2 separate regions of the Sus scrofa genome follow, and region 2 is linked to region 1. The links are chromatin contacts, called in public HiChIP or PLAC-seq maps. All regions are on one chromosome and are shown on one strand. Each heading gives the region's core, a stretch centred on a gene start, on an enhancer-like site or on the middle of the called end of the contact. The rest is flanking DNA. Distances are from core to core; before and after follow the strand shown.

The links. HiChIP or PLAC-seq counts read pairs in DNA pulled down with a chosen protein or histone mark.
Region 2: a contact with region 1 is called in an H3K27ac HiChIP or PLAC-seq map of alveolar macrophages. The contact joins two enhancer-like sites. A contact is called at or near these places in 1 of 5 promoter capture datasets (liver) and 1 of 2 datasets of contacts at active chromatin or transcription factors (alveolar macrophages).

What each region holds. Positions count from the first base shown.
Region 1 is chr9:149,211-151,849 of Sscrofa11.1, forward strand. The region is part of intron 1 of IPO7 (importin-7); the gene reads right to left. Among named protein-coding and RNA genes, the nearest start is that of IPO7, 13 kb to the right of the region's middle. Within about 2 kb of position 1,286, at least 4 of the 83 cell types and tissues checked have an H3K27ac peak or open chromatin away from gene starts, as enhancers often do. A contact at or near this core is called in alveolar macrophages, where this site is marked.
Region 2 is chr9:256,091-258,729 of Sscrofa11.1, forward strand. No RefSeq gene overlaps it. Among named protein-coding and RNA genes, the nearest start is that of DENND5A, 11 kb to the right of the region's middle. Within about 2 kb of position 1,286, at least 30 of the 83 cell types and tissues checked have an H3K27ac peak or open chromatin away from gene starts, as enhancers often do. A contact at or near this core is called in alveolar macrophages, where this site is marked.

The DNA.
Region 1 (2,639 bases), core at 36-2,535:
CATCCTTAGAAAGAGAAAAACTTCCCTCTGGATATAAAAAATGTCTTCCATATTAGACCCAGAGTGATACTTTATTCATTAGGTCACTCCAAAAATTATTCAGGTGTTCTCTCTCCTTTTTTTTTTTTTTTTTTTTTTTTTTTTTTGCCTTTCAGGGCCATACCCACGGCATATGGAGGTTCCCAGGCTAGGGGTCAAATGAGAGCTGCAGCTGCTGGCCTACGTCACAGCCACAGCAACCCAGGATCCTATCGACATCTGTGACCTGTACCACAGCTCATGGCCACACAGGATCCCTAACCCACTGAGTGAGGCCAGAGATCGAACCACAACCTTACAGTTACTAGGCAGATTCGTTTCTGCTGCACCACAATGGGAACTCCTTATCCGGGTGTTCTTAGTGCAAAACACTTACATCAGGAGCTAAAAATACAGGGTTGAACAAGACAGTAAGGCCCCATGACCTCATAGAAACTTAGGTGAAGGAAAACAACTAACCAGGTAATGCAATAAAGTATAATGGAAGAACTAGAAGACTATGGAAGACTCAAAGTTGAATCTCCTCACCCAGAAGGAATGCTTAAATTTAAGGAGTGGTTAGGTCGAGGAAGGGGAGGAATTTACCCTTTCCAGGACTCTAAACAGATCTGAACAGTTAATCACTATAGCCTCTTTCTTTTCTTTTTTTAAATGGTGGTACCTGCAGCATATGGAATTCCCCAGGCTACGGGTCAAACGGGAGCTGCAGCCACCGGCCTATGCCACAATCACAGCAACGCCAGATCCAAGCCACATCTGCGACCTATGTGGCAGCTCATGGCAATGCCAAATCCTTTATAACCCACTGAGGCCAGGAATTGAATCCAGATCCTCACAGATACCAGTCGAGTTCTTAACCCACTGAGCCACAATGGGAATTCCTTTTTCTTTCATTCTTTTTTTTTCACTATCATTTCTTGAAACACTCTTCTGCCTATATAACCCCTACACCAATTATCCTGCCACCTTTTCAGGCTCCTTTGCTTGTTTCTCATTTTATCTACAAATGCTAGAGCCTGGTGCCAGAACTCAGTCTCAAGCCACCTTTTCTATTCCCCAGCTGACCTCGTCTATTCTGTCTTTAAATACTAGCTGTAAGTCAAACACATCATTTCCAGTCCAGGACACTCCAACCAACCTACTTAACATCGCTGCCTTCATTACCTCACAGGCCTCTCACACTGTCTTTTTCCCTACAAGCAGGGACCCTACTTCCTTGTACCAGCTCTCCCAACCCTTGTCATCACTACCCTCGGTTACTCCTGCCTGAAAACAGAATGTCGTCTTTAGTACCGCCCTCCTCCACCTCAATTCAAGACCAGACCTTGTCAATTCTATCTCCAAAATGCTGATAAAGTTAACACATCTGCTTTCTCCGTTCCCAGGAACACCAACCTAGTCTATTTCCCTTCATGCAACCATGTGCCACCCCCACCATTCTCCATTTAGCAGCCCATGATCTTTAAAACTGCAAACGAATCCCCTTTAAGCAAACCTTTTAACAAGTTTCTGCTCTATTTTCCAACAGCTAAAAGACCCTGTATGATCTTGCCCCTGCCTATTTCTTCAGCTTCAGTTAAAGAAACCTCTCATCCCCTCCACTGCCCCACCTCAGCCGTCTTTTTTAGGTTCTTTCTACAATAAACATGTTACCGATTTCAGTGTTCATACACGCTGTGCCTTTCTACCTGCAACACTCTTCTCTCCAATGCTCCACCACAGCAACCACTGGTCCACAGGTTCACAGTGTTTAAGTCTCAGCTTAAACATTTCCTTAGAGAAGCATTTCCTCACCAATCACGCTAGCTAAGTATTACTATTACTCTCATAAGCTCCAAGGTTTCTTTCCTTCATAACATTTATCACACACTGGTAATTATCGTATTTGTAGACTGGCTTTATGTCTGCCTCTCCTGTTACTCAAGTTCCACTGAGAGTAGGGACTTCACTGTTTGTATACCCAGTTTGTATACCCAGATATGTCTCGTATTTAAAATACTCAACAGGGAGTTCCCGTCGTGGCTCAGTAGTTAACGAATCCGACTAGGAACCATGAGATTACGGGTTAGATTCCTGGCCTTGCTTAGTGAGTTAAGGATCCGGCATTGCCGTGAGCTGTGGTGTAGGTCACAGACTCGGCTTGGATCCCTCGTTGCTGTGGCTCTGGTGTCCGCCGGTGGCTACAGCTCCGATTAGACCGCTAGTCTGGGAGCCTCCATATGCCGCGGGAGCGGCCATCAAAAGGCAAAAAGACAAAAAATATTCATCAAATTTATTAAAAGAATAACTTAATGAATCAACAACAACAAAAAAGATGCCTTGGAAGTAGCTGTGATCACCTAGGGGCAGTGAGAGCAAAAAAAGCATATTTATATTTTTAGCCCACAAAGGCCAGTATATGGTACTTTTTTAGGCCATAAATATTACAGCGTATACATGTTATCTCTGACATCAAATTGTGAACTCCTGGAATGAACTGCTAGAATCTGACAGTACTAGTTATAAACAAAAGTGATTCTCTTCCGGAGTTCCCATCAGGGCGCAGCACAAACGGACCTGACCAGGAAGCATGAGGTTTCAGGTTCGATCCCTAATCCTGC
Region 2 (2,639 bases), core at 36-2,535, 110 kb after region 1:
CTCGGATGTGCACACCCATTTCACTCTCACATGAATAGTGGAAATGCTGCCAAGAGCGGCTCTGCCGTCTTCTTGATGAGCCCGCGTTCTACCAACCTTCCCCTCTGACCGACTGACAGTAAGAAAGTACTGCAAAAAAGGAACTCTGGGTCGCCCCATTTTGCCCTTTCCCTCTATCTCACCGTTTTTAGCAAGTCGCTGGTTACTGCAAGAAGGTCACGTAACTAAGAATATGCTGTGGTTCCTCAGTTTGTGTGTTTTTCGGAATGCTATCGGCCTCCTTCTGTGTTAGAAGCAATTTCTGTCTTGGATAGAAAGCACACCTTGTCAGGATAGCCAGCACCCTTGCTCATGCAGGTACCAAAGAGCATGCTTGCCTGTGCCGGCTTTGAGTCTCGCCGAATTCCCATGCACCACAGAGGCACTGCCGGTCTCCGCCCATGGGGCCTTGCAGGCACTGTACAGGTGTGAGGCAGCGAGGCACAGCGGATGTACGTGTTGCTCATATAGCACCTGCTCACGTGCATGCATCCTTATCCTCTCAGACTTCACCTGAAGGACACAAGTTCAAAGAAAACATCATTGAGAATTGTCCGATGGGAGTTCCCATTACGGCTCAGTGGGTTAAGAACCTGACACAGTGTCCTTGTGTATGCAGTTTGATCCCTGGCCTCAGTGTGTTAAGGATCCAGCTTGCCACAAGCTGCAGCATAGGTTGCTGATGCAGCTCAGATCTGGTGTGGCTGTGGCTATGGTGCAGGCTGGCAGCTGCAGCTCCCTTCAACCCCTACCCAGGAACTTCCATAGGCTGTAGATGCGGCCCTAAGATATATATATTATATATATGTGATGTATATAAATGATGTATGTATGACGTATGTATATGAGTATATAAGTGTATATGCATCGTGTGTATTTATATATGATGGCAGGAGCCCTCCTGAACACAGAGCTCTGAGCATGGGTGTGACACCTAAGGAGGTGCCCCTGGGTGTAATAGAAGGAGGTCAGAACGGACACGGACTCCCACTGCTGTGTCCAGCACAGAGCCCTTGTAAACAGCAGAGAGAGGCTGGGAGGCGAGGAGCAGGGGCCGAGGGACAGGGCGCAGCCATGAAGGCGAGAGAGCGAGCACGGCTGCTGTTCTCCTCCCAGTTCCCTGAGGCCCCTCTGGTTCCCAGAAGGTCGGGCAGCGCACACAAAGGCGGCCCCACTGGCAGCTGGTACTGCGAGGTGGGGAGGAAAAGCGCTCCTTTCTGGGGCTGCTTCACTGCCATCTGTTGGAAACCGTAATAACGGCATCGGTTAACAGGGACGCCCGGGGATGGGGTCTTGGGCAACGCTCAGCCTGCGCAAGCGTGAGGGCAGCCCTGCTGTCATCCTCAGCGTCCTCAGGGGTCAGAGGCACGAACAGAACTCGCGCCCCGAGTGTGGCGGACCTCGAGGACGGCAGGCAGGCGTCGGGCAGAGGCCAGAGGGTGGCCCAGGCACAGCTCCGAAGGCCGTCTCAGAGGCATTCGGCTGAGAAGCGGGACCTGAAGTTCCTGGAGTTCCGGCTGTGGATGCGGCCCTGGGAAGCAGGTTCCATTCCCGCCCCCCCCGCCCCGGCACAGTGGGTTAAGGATCCCTAGTGGCTGCGGCTGTGGCTTAGGTCCCCACTGCAGCTCATATCTGATCCTTGCACATTCTTAGTTATGCGACATTCTTGTAATAACCTCAGGGCAGCCAAAAAAGAAAAAAAACCCAAAACCCTGTAGTTCCTCCTTTTATATCGCCTTGTCCCTGGGGGCCCATGAAGACTGCCTTGGCGGGGGCTTTTGGATAGTTTCCTCCTAGGGGATGAGATAGTGCTTTTATCTAGGAGAAGCCTCTAGAGGCTTCAAACAAACAAACAAACAAACAAAACACCCATACCCCTCCTTTTCCCTTGCTTTTGGGTAGAATTACATTAACTTTGTGTCTCTGTAACTTGCATTAATTAAAAGGTTCGAACATCAGATTAATGTATGTTTTATTAACAAAAGATGTGAAAATTGACTATCAGTGCAGTTTGTTTCACACACGTCTTTCTAATTATAGGGCCCCTGGGGTGGAAAAGCAGCAAAGGACTTTCAGAGATGCAGCTATTGGGGAGTTCCCACTGTGGCTCAGTGGAAATGAACAGAACTCAGAAAACTAAATATAGAACTACCATATGACCCAGCAATCCCACTCCTGGGCATATATCCAGAGAAAACTTTCATTGAAAAAGATACATGCCCCCCTATGTTCACTGCACTGCTGTTCGCCAGAGCCAAGACGTGGAAACAACCTAAATGTCCATTGACACATGAATGGATTGTGTCATACACACACACACACACACACACACACACACACACACACACACACAATGGAATACTACTCAGTCACAAAAAAGAACAAAATAATGCCATTCGCAGCAACATGGGTGGAACTAGAGACTCTCAAGCTAAGTGAAGTAAGTCAGAAAGAGAAAGACAAATACCATACGATATCACTTATATCTGGAATCTATTATACGGCACAAAGGAACCTTTCCACCGAAAAGACAGTCATGGACTTGGAGAACAGACTTGTGGTTGCCAAGGGGGAGGGGGAGGGAGTGGGAAGGACTGGGA